Linked DNA regions of Mus musculus: all the other regions are linked to region 1. A link is a contact called in public HiChIP or PLAC-seq and promoter capture Hi-C data. All regions are on one chromosome and are shown on one strand. Each heading gives the region's core, a stretch centred on a gene start, on an enhancer-like site or on the middle of the called end of the contact. The rest is flanking DNA. Distances are from core to core; before and after follow the strand shown. Region 1 holds the start of Aasdhppt (aminoadipate-semialdehyde dehydrogenase-phosphopantetheinyl transferase). Region 2 holds the start of Casp4 (caspase 4, apoptosis-related cysteine peptidase). Region 3 overlaps Cwf19l2 (CWF19-like 2, cell cycle control (S. pombe)).

Evidence for each region. HiChIP or PLAC-seq counts read pairs in DNA pulled down with a chosen protein or histone mark. Capture Hi-C pulls out chosen DNA fragments and counts their contacts.
Region 2: a promoter capture Hi-C map of adipose tissue shows a contact between it and region 1, with 2.0 times the contacts expected there. The contact joins the promoter of Casp4 here to the promoter of Aasdhppt in region 1. A contact is called at or near these places in 3 of 39 promoter capture datasets (the 3T3-L1 cell line, hematopoietic stem and progenitor cells and pre-B cells) and 2 of 9 other capture datasets (adipose tissue and liver).
Region 3: an H3K27ac HiChIP or PLAC-seq map of embryonic stem cells shows a contact between it and region 1, with 6 times the contacts expected there. The contact joins the enhancer-like site here to the promoter of Aasdhppt in region 1. A contact is called at or near these places in 11 of 39 promoter capture datasets (the 3T3-L1 cell line, the C10 cell line, the HPC-7 cell line and 5 more), 1 of 484 Hi-C or Micro-C datasets (embryonic stem cells), 11 of 115 datasets of contacts at active chromatin or transcription factors (the 230-238 cell line, bone marrow-derived dendritic cells, embryonic fibroblasts and 4 more) and 1 of 9 other capture datasets (liver).

The regions. Positions count from the first base shown.
Region 1 is chr9:4,307,498-4,311,047 of GRCm38.p6, forward strand. Aasdhppt (aminoadipate-semialdehyde dehydrogenase-phosphopantetheinyl transferase) reads right to left here and starts at 1,997. Exons shown (of 6, transcript NM_026276.3): 1 at 1,757-1,997; 2 at 1,197-1,422. The coding sequence starts at 1,939. Kbtbd3 (kelch repeat and BTB (POZ) domain containing 3) reads left to right here and starts at 2,246. Exons shown (of 3, transcript NM_001164574.1): 1 at 2,246-2,437.
Region 2 is chr9:5,306,813-5,310,362 of GRCm38.p6, forward strand. Casp4 (caspase 4, apoptosis-related cysteine peptidase) reads left to right here and starts at 2,037. Exons shown (of 9, transcript NM_007609.3): 1 at 2,037-2,102. The coding sequence starts at 2,096. It overlaps Casp1 (caspase 1), which reads left to right. Exons shown (of 10, transcript NM_009807.2): 10 at 371-469.
Region 3 is chr9:3,437,747-3,441,296 of GRCm38.p6, forward strand. Cwf19l2 (CWF19-like 2, cell cycle control (S. pombe)) reads left to right here. Exons shown (of 18, transcript NM_027545.2): 9 at 3,309-3,399. Among named protein-coding and RNA genes, the nearest start is that of Cwf19l2, 35 kb to the left of the region's middle. Within about 2 kb of position 1,990, at least 12 of the 459 cell types and tissues checked have an H3K27ac peak or open chromatin away from gene starts, as enhancers often do. A contact at or near this core is called in embryonic stem cells and stem cell-derived epiblast-like cells, where this site is marked.

The sequences.
Region 1 (3,550 bases), core at 747-3,246:
ACACACAGAATGTGGGTAAGAGAATTGTCTCCTTCGATATGCTAATAACACTCCTCTATGCTGACTCTGTCTCAGGAATTGTCAATGTGTAGTACAGAGTAGGTTTCCCCTTCTATCAAAAATTATAACTTCATCATTCACCAAGACTGAAGAATATTCCTTGATGAACTACCTCACTTATTCTGGTCTAATAAATTGCCAGTGCAGCAAACAGGTATTTACTTCTCATCATCACTAAGAAAAGAAGCACCCAATCACAATTTGAAAATGAGTGGAATGGTAATGACACAACACTAGTGCCAACTGAATGGATCTCTTCCTCTGTGTTATTGGAACATAATAAGCTTTGAGCCAGTTAAACTATAAAAGGAAACGGTTATAATCAAAATTGATGGGTGTCAAAGGATTAATAAAGTATTAACAAGAGACAGAATCTTCAATATCTGCTTAATACTTTCCTACTATTTAAAACGTCAATTAATAATGACTTCCTTATTCAGTACTGACCACAGTCAACCCCTCACAAAATGGGTTGTAAAATCTGTTTATTTCCAGATAGGCACTAACTGTGCTATCTATCTTTTTTCTAAGTGTCTAATGGCCTCTCCACTAACTTCTAGTTACAGAAAAAGCTCCTATGAAGCTTCCCCAGAGCTACAAACCCATGTGGACTATTCACAAAAATAAGCCTGACTCCTCTACAGTAGCAGTTACTTTAGAACAAGCCTTCAACAATACCATTAAGTCCTTTCATTGGAGCTGTGCTTCAAAAAGGCTTCTTAAAAATTCATGCTGAAGCTTAATTGCCAATACAAGAGCACTGCAAGGCCATAGCGGGTACCACCTTCATTAATAAACTTATTATCCCAGTCCTCAAGGGTTTCCTTGAACTCAGAACAATGAGCTTAAAGAAGCTCATCTTTGTAATTCAGCCTCGCTTATTTTGTAACAAGAAAAAAACAAAAATACTTAGAAAAATGATGATACCTAAAGAAAATGTAGCTAACAATTTAAAGGGGTTAAAAGGTACAGTAATATAGAATCTACTGTCTCTATAGATAAAAGTTAAAGGAAATGCATCCTTTTTGGTTAAATGTTTTATCAGTAAATTAAGTACTGCCAGTAAACTTACAACTGCCTAATAGTTAAGATCTGAGACATAAAACACTTAATATGTCATAAAAGTGAACCATCACCTGGAAAACTAGTCTTCATGATATCAATGCCAACCTGTACCTCAGGTTCTGCAGCAAGAACTGCATAGTCCCCTTGGTGAGAGATGTTAAAGTTGAAATTGGGATATGGATTCAACGAGTCTTTCGCAAGAACCGGCTTTCCCTTTGAAGTTCTCTGCAGACGGATATGATCCCAAGGGATATTCAATTTCTCTGCAACTAATTTCCTTATCATCAAACGACCAGCCTGTTCAGACATAAAACACACGGTGTGTATTGCTATCTACTAATCGCATAAGTACACTGCTTAGAAAGTATATTTATGGCTTCTAAGTTTCAAAGTATAAACACATTCATTAGTAAACAGACGATTACTCCATAGGCCCCGCCTCCAATTTTAGGGTAAGGGTCTCCACAGGCAACCTCACAAGGGAAGACTAGATGTGAGTGACCCAGGCCTCCGGGATACGAAGGCTGAAGACGGTCGCACGCACTCCGGAGGCTCCGAGACCGCAACGCCACGAGCGCACGTGGGAGTCCGCAGCCCGGCCCGCCTCCCAAAAGTCGCAGGCCTCAAGTACCAAGGCTGCCTTGGCGTCGCGGGCAAACACGAACTTGCCGATGCGCTCCTTCTCCTCCGGCTGGATAGACCGCATCGCCAGAAGCCATTCGGCTCGACTTGGCAGCCAGGTACCGCAGGAGAATGCCCAACGAACGCCCTCCATGGATGGCACCACGCACAGCCTCTTAGCGGGGAACACCATACGACCGGCTCGGTCCGCTGATCCTCAAGCCAGGTAGAGCAGACGCTGACGTAGCCACGCCCCGTCGCTCCGGAGTCTGCGCAAAGGGGCAGCACCTCGCAACAGACGTTACCAGGCTCCACCCCTTTTCAGGCGTCTGTGCGAAGTAGCTGGACGCCCGGCTTAGAAGTTTCACAGACCCCCCCACCCCCACCTTTAGTTCAGGGTTGAGCGTGGGGGCGTGGCCTGACGCAGCTTCGCCCCCAACCTGTACGTCTCCTACGGAAGCCGGCAGGGCGGTTTGGGGCGGAGATTCAGAGTCAACCCAGAGCTCTGCGGCACGGCGTGACGTCTTGTGAGCTTAGCTCGCTCTCCTCGGAAAGGGCGGGACCAGAGTTTCTCAGAACCGTTTTAGCTGCTCACTCTGGAGAAAGAGCTAACGAGACAGTCGCACAAGCCAATCGCAGCCGGAGTTTACAGGCTGGGCCTGGGTGGAGACTTCACCGACTGCAGTTGCAGGTGGGTGAGCTGTGCGGTTTGAGGGAGGAGTGGGCTTGGACCGGCTTGGACCGGCTTGAATCTGGCTGTTGGAGGCAAGGCTCCTACTACTCTCGGTTGTGGTGCATCTCGTGAGCGCTCCGGAAAGGAAAGGTCCGCAGCGAGGAGCCTTCTGCACAGGGAGTTCTATATGGCAGCCGGCAGGGAGGTGACCCTTCCCTTCGTTTGCCAATGGGCCCTCCGCAGACCTCCCTGTCTACCCCGGGCCAACCGAGAACAGAATCGGTGGTGCAAGCCCTCTAAGCTTTGCTGTGCCCCTCAAGGGTTCTGCGCACCTTGATGCCTCATGCTGTTCTTCCTGCCGTCACACCAGTGCATTTCTGTTTCCTTGGTTGCTTGTGTAGATGGATGTCGGTGCTCTTCTGTGAACATCCATTTGAACAAAGTCGAGGACGAGTTAGGGTCCATGGAAAAGTTGGTCTCTGCAGATGAATGTGGATTTCGTGGATGATGGTAGATAGGTGTCATGCTGATTCAACCTTTCTAAGGTGGCCAGAAAGTATCTGGGAAAGCTAGCAATAATCTAATCTACACAACCACTGTCCATTAGTTCTGTATTCCTAGAGATGGGTATAGTCTGATCTGTACTTATTCCCATTAACATTTTTTGTGATATTACACACCCCTCGAGTCTTCTGCAGCTACATGGCAGTTTGAGTCACTCACACACAGACATTGCTATCTTGATATAACCCCTTATCTGTTAAAAGAGTGAGTGAGGTGCTATTTAAGATGTGAATATTGCAAAGACCTCATAATGTGACAAGGTATCTGAAGCACACAGAAAAAGCTACAGTAAGCAATGTGGGGATGAATAAAGACAGCAAGCACTAATACCCTTATCAGTAATTATAATAATTCAAGTTCTGTTTTTCATCCTATGTAGCTAAGAATCCTGTTATAGTGTCTTTCCCCGTGTTTTTGATGATAGTGTGGTGACGTGGGCCAGAGCAGTTCAAGTAGGACAAAAGAGGAACATGACTAGGTTCATGATGACTGGACGTAATGGTACCAAAAGAGTATTGTCAAGCTTGTTATCCTGGATAAGGAGTAGAAAATTACAGTGGTGCCTAG
Region 2 (3,550 bases), core at 787-3,286, 1.0 Mb after region 1:
ACGTGTGTGTGTGTGTGTGTGTGTGTGTGTGCAGTAGGGGGAGGTTGGATGAAGACCACTGAAGTATAGTAAACAACTGATCCTGATCCAAGTTTCTACATTTGGTATATTATATAGAGAAATCAGGAACAGACTGAAGGGACTGCTTGTTTTCTTAATATTCTCAGATTTTGTGGTTGGTCCTATCTCAGGTTGGCTGCTATGAGACAAAATTTTAAGAGGCTCTATATGTCTATATTTTATCTTAGTAAGATAAACACTTACACATGCCTTGGGCTCTTCTCTGTTGTGAGTGTATATACCAGCATTACAGTGTTGTGCACTGATCTCAGAAGAATGCTTATGTTTTTGTAATTTCTCTTTCTCATAGGAATCCAGTTCATTCTTATGTACCTATGCTGAGAATCGTGCCAATAAGAAGCCAATACTTCCTTAGATGATGCAATAAATATTAAAATAAAACAAAACAGAAAGGCTATCCTGTTTGTTGTTTCTGTTGCGACCTTATTTTCCTTTATTTGACTTGACTTTCAGACAGAACACAAGAAGAGTAACTCATGTCTTTATTATTGTATTTATTTGTAAAAATTTTACACATGTGTAAAATGCATTCTGATTACTATAACCTCACACACTCTGTAGTACTCTTCTATTCCTACAATTATTCTCCTCTGTACAATTCCTATTCAAACACCTATATCTTTTTTTGTTTGTTTGTTTTTGAGACCCACTGAGTTTAACCAGAATTCACAGTGTAACCATGGAGTGTCCACTGGAGCCTGGTATACACCAAAGACTGTCTCTCTCCCAGAATCCCTCAGTAGCCAGAGCATCAGCAGAGTTCTTAGACTTGGTTCTTAAATGCAGAACTGGCTGAGTGCCATTATTTCTTTTATAATATCATTTGCTTGTCTTTTCCTACAGTCATATAGACACCACAGGTTTCTGAATTCCAAGAATTTAGTGCTCAGAAGAAGAAACATATAAAATATAACTGGGACCATTATAGCCAAAATAATAAATGGAATCTCAAAATGGAGTGTTTACTTATTACTCTGGAAGCCTGGACCAGAACAAAGCAATTTTTATGTGCTATTATCCTTCATGGATTAAAAAATTCATGGATCAAAGAATATTGACTTAGCCCATGAACCTTAAAATTTCACATTCTGATTGAGACTATAAAACAGTCAGTGCCACCAACAACCAGGGAACAATTACCAGATAAGTATGACACTGAGGAGATGGGCGATAGTGGCATTACTTTATCCATTCTCTCAGCAGTATTTGTTAACTGTAGGAGGAGCTGAAGAAGGACACTTTCACAAGAGCCTTTCTAATCCTTCCTATTTAATCCAACGTTCCCCAAAGACTCAAAGTTGAACACACCACAGCATTTGTCTTTTCCCCTTTCTCTAACCATTCCCCTGACATACCTCTCTCCTCAGATCATGTGATCATGCATTCATTATATTGCACCGTGCAAGTGCCCCTATTTGTTCAAGAGGCTACGAACAGGTAGTAGTAATCATCACTCTCAGTAAAAATTTGTCTTGCACAATTAATGAAATGCACCCAGGGTGGACAAAAGGATTGCTCTGAACTATGTCTAATAAAAACGAAGTCTGTAGAAATATGTATAGAAAGGCTGTAGTACCTTGAATTAGGAAACAATTGCTTAATTTTCCAGTAGAAATGAATATGTTAAATTTCATTGACTTAGAACTGATGTTTTAGAAAGCAGAGGTTGAGTTACTGAGAAGCCAGACTAGAATATAAGCAGCACTGTGTCTTACTGGAGCCCTGAAGAATAGAGAAAATGCAAAGGTAAACAACTTCAATTTTTTTTTTTTCTATTTTTGCAGCCGCTTTAGTTGTGTTTGTTTGTTCCCATGACGAAGTGATAAAATTCAGGAAAAGGGAGGCCAGTTTTATGAGTTACAGGGGATTTCCCCACAGCAGTTGATACTTTCTGAGCAGCTCTTTCAACATCTCCTGGAAGTCCCCGCCTCCCTATGCTAAGGAAATGCCCAGTAACTTTCATTTTACTCTGTCAAGCTGTCTTCACGGTGCGAAAGAACTGAGGCTTTTTCTCATGGCTGGTGAGTCTGGGGGCTCTTCCTGAATAGGGGCTTTGACTTGAGTCCTAGAATTTAGACTTTGCGAAAGCAGAGAATTAAAAAAAAAAAATAGTGGTGACAGAGCAGAGCAGTGGCATAAAAGCCTGATTACTGTACTGCCGGAAAGGACTGTTTATTGGGAGTGTGGACATGCTGAGATATATGTAGCTTTGAGCCACAAAGAACTTCATCTCTCAGTTTCCTTTTTGGAAATCAAAGAGGAGGGTAAAGCCAGAATAACACATTAAAACAACTCTAGAAGTCTGTATGAGCTCTAGGACTCTAGAAGTCTGTAATGAGCTCTAGAACTCTAGAAGTCTGTATGAGCTCTAGGACTCTAGAAGTCTGTAATGAGCTCTAGGACTCTAGAAGTCTGTAATGAGCTCTAGGACTCTAGAAGTCTGTAATGAGCTCTAGAACTCTAGAAGTCTGTAATGAGCTCTAGGACTCTAGAAGTCTGTAATGAGCTCTAGGACTCTAGAAGTCTGTAATGAGCTCTAGGACTGTTACATTTTTCTGAGATGCTGATTGGCACATATTTGAAGTCACCACCTATTTCCCAAGCATAGAGTTACTCTCTTCTTCCATTTTAAATGATTCCATTTTTCTTGCTAGATCTCTGCGTCTGCTAAAATCACCACTGTTGTAACTCATTCATGGACTCCTGTCACAATGTTTTGACTCATGTCTTCCTTTCCAGGTCTTAGCCTTCTGTTCTATCCTTAACATTCCTTTCAAATCATATACCCTTCTTACACTCAGAAGCTGAAAAGGCACAGGACTGAGAAATCACTTGGTATTTTGGTAGCAAGTGTTCAAATGCATCTTATAATATTTTTAGCTTTATTCTTAAAATGTGTACGTGAGGATGAACAAAAAAGTTGTATTTGTCAGCTTAGGTCCAATGTCCTTTGGGCAGAGTAAACTTGTTCTCACATGCAAGACACCGACTTTACCTTATCTCTCTGCAAAAGTCTTTTAAAAACGACAAGCGTCTGATCATTGCCTTTTCTGCTGCTGTTGCCCACATTTGACCAAAGTAACCTGTTTCTAACACCCAGCCCCTCCACCTTGCTGTCTATACCAGATACTTTCAAGAAACTTTCAACCTTGCCAGAACAGATACTAGCTCTACACACTATCTTCTCTGGGACACTGTCTTTTAATGGATGAAAGTTTTAAAACATGATGTTTTCTTGAACATACATCAGTCATTTAAATGATTATAGTGTCTTGTACTTTGTTTGTTTGAATAACTATTTTTACCTCTGCCCTATATACTTTAGTGTACAGAGATTGATGTTCAAAATGATATTCCCAAAACTAAAAAATTAGAATTTAAAATGAGATGTTTAATAAAAATTGCTGACTCAGGGGAAAGATAATCACACCTCAATTTGATATCTTCAATGTGCAATATTTCTTGTTTA
Region 3 (3,550 bases), core at 740-3,239, 870 kb before region 1:
TTGAAATACTATCAGTTTTTGCTTTGTGAAGCTTCCTTATTAGGTACATGTATGTAGAGATTCTTGTGTTCTTTGATAGCTTAGTCCATTTTTCTTATAAAATAACCCTCTTTGTCCAGGGTACAACATCTTTTGTTATATAGTAATTTATCTCATATTAACATAGATACATCAACTTTCCTTTGACTAATATTGACACAGTGTATCTTTCATTCTTTTACATATATCACATTTATATATTTATAGAACTTCTTTGTTAATTGAAAATGTCCATAAGTAATACCTGCCTTTTACTACAGTTTTTTTAGTAATCCAATCTTTTAAAAATATTACTCAGTGTCAGTTTTTTTAATATCTGGGTTGTAGTTTTCCTGAGTAGAAGTACCTTTCGAGACAAGGTTTTGTATTGACAGAGGCCACCCTGTCCTTGAATACTCTATCCTCCTAGCCTCCTGTGTACAGATGTGAACCACCAAGCCTGACTATAAGACTAAAATATCTTTTTAATATCTTTGTTATTTCTTTATGAATATATGGGATGCATTTGTACTAATAACTAAATATGATTGTTTTTTTCTATCTGTCAGTTCTGATGGCTTTTGATTTTGATAAGGGTTTTCTCTTGATTATGAGTTTTCTCTTAATTACTTTTCTACTTACTTGCATATCTGATATTTGGGTGCTAGATGTTATGATATTTACTTGATGAGTGCTGCATTTTCTCCCCATTGTTTATTGATATGAATCATGGTATGAATTGATCAGTTTCATAAGAACATTTTGAGTCAAATGTGTCATGTATTTATTTTTGTTTTTTGTTCTGAAATGTTGAAAGTCATTTATTACTTAATTTTAACATTTCTGATTTGGGTTCTGAGCAGTATTTTACTGTATGGGGTATTATTTCCTAAGCATTTTACCCAATATTTTCTTACTTATGCAATTATGATTTATGGCTAATGGGACAATTTTTTTGTTTGTTTGTTTTGCGGGGGGGGGATTGTTTGTTTGTTTTTCGAGACAGGGTTTCTCTTTATAGCCCTGGCTGTCCTGGAACTCACTTTGTAGACCAGGCTGGCCTCGAACTCAGAAATCTGCCTGCCTCTGCCTCCCGAGTGCTGGGATTAAAGGCGTGCGCCACCACGCCCGGCTCGGGACAAATTATTGTGTAGACAATATTACCAGAATACCTCAGAACATTTCTTTAATTAACTGTAAATTTGTTTTTCTTTTTATAAGTATTGCCTTGACGAATATTCCAGGGCAGCCCTGAGGGACTCTCTCATCATATGCGTTCTTTTCTTTAGCACTCTGTACCAAGATCTTTGGATTTGTAGGACTGTTACTATTCTTTGCTTTAGACTCCTTCTGGCTCTTGCAAGGTCCCCCCCTCCCCTTGTGTTTTGTAGCTTTGACTCTTAAGTAGGTTATCTGTTGTTGGCTGAAATTTTTTCTTACATGAGGCTTTTTCTGAGATTTGCACATGATCTCAATTTTAAATTATGCCATAGACCAGCCCCAGTCGGCCTCTCTCAATCTGTGGAAAATTAGGGTTCCGGACAGGTGGGCATGGAGTTGGCGATGAAAAGAGTGACAAACAGACATGGACACAGAGAGAGTGTGTATCTGAATGTATTTTCTCAAAGCCAGCACCAGTCTTATAATACAGAAGACAAACAAGAAAGCTAGGCGAATACATTCATCAAGGTACACTGATTCTTAACACAAAACAAAGAAAATGCATACATAAAAAGATAGTGGGAGCCAGGCCTTGTTTACAACTGAGAATAGGAACAACCCTTAATTAAGATCAGCTAAACACAGGAGCCAGGTGAATGCTCTGATACAATGCTAGTCTATTGTTAAACCCACCACCAGAGGTCCTTTAGTAAATACCTGATTATGCTATTCCTCTGGGCCTAGTGAAAAACCTGATCCAGGGGAATTCAGTTCTACTAACCCTTTCATGGGTAATACTACAACCCACCTATTTCCTAGGCCATTGTGTTTTCTTGTGTATGGGAGTGACTCGCCTATTGTCCTAAGTAATTACTATGCAGACTAGCCCTGAGCTTTTCTAGCTCTGTTCTTTGTAATGCCTAATTAGTTTCACTGTCTCTACTAGAAGTAAATTTGAGTGTTACTGAGTAGATAACATTTTTCCTGAATTCCAAGCTCATGGCCGGCTTCAAGGACTTCCTAGGACATTGGAACACTGGCAAAGGCTTAGCTATATATCAAAATCAATCCCTAAAGGCACTTATAATAAAACAATACTGAAAGAGAGCACACGGATCTATACACCAGACTAACATGGGGACAGGTTTTGGGTGTACGTGCTATGGGAATGCCAGGGTTCAAGGAGGCTAAGTTTCCATGAAACACTGCCTCTGGACTGCTTCCAGGTTTCTAAACCTGTCACGCAGACTTCACTGGAGTGGATGTAGCAAAATTACTTTGGTTTTTAATTAATCGTGGGCCAGTTTTATAAGAGAATGCACAATTGTTGCTTTTACTTTTGGACTGCAACTAAATATTCTCAAGATTATAGCTCTAAGATGATCAATAACTTGTCATATGGAATACAGAATTTCTCAAGTTTAGAAAATTGTAGTGTGGTATTAGTGCTTTTGTTTCCTTTTTTTTTTTTTTTTTGTTTTTTTTGAGACAGAGTTTCTCTGTGTAGCCCTGGCTGTCCTGGAACTCAAACTCAGAAATCCACCTGCCTCTGCCTCCCAAATGCTAAGTTTAAAGGTGTGCACCACCACTGCCTGGCTGTTTTATTTCTTTCTTATAGTGTGTATAGATTCCGTTTGTTTATTTCTGCAACAGGGTCTCTAAATATGGCCCAGATTGGCCTCTTCACCATGTAGTTCAAACAGGCTTCTATCTCATGACAGCTGCTAAATTTGGTCTCCTGAGGTGTGTACTACTACACTGGTTGAATATTCAAAAATGCCATTTTTAAATACTAGTATATAATAATATTATTAATATAATATAAAACATTAACATATAATAGCAATATATATAATTTATATATTTATTTTAAAATTATCGGGACTCTTTTCAGTTATTATTGTAACAGTATTATATTGACCATTTTTTGAGTTCTTTTTTTTTTTTTTCATTTTTTGAGTTCTTAACAGAATGTTGAAGTGTAGTTCACCCTAGAATGCTGATTTTAAATTTTTTGTGTTAGAACTGTGACCTACTATTAGTGCTGAATGTTTTGCTGAAGTGAGTTAAGCTAATGCATGAGGTTGCTTTATGACTTATGCTTGTCCCCTGTCCTGTTTCTCCTTCAGTCCAGAGGCAGAGTCCACCTATATCTTAAATGTTGATGAAAAGAACAAGTTGGGGGCCAAGATTATCAAGGCAGAAATGATGGGGAATATGGTAAGACCCCATGTGTTTTCACTTGGAGAAGAGTGTAATGTTTAATTATCACAGATTATTTAGAACAATCAGTCATTTAGTCTGTGGCATGCTTTGAAGATAATTACTGTTTCTTAATTTCTTAAAGAAATTCTTGAGAATTTCTAGAAAT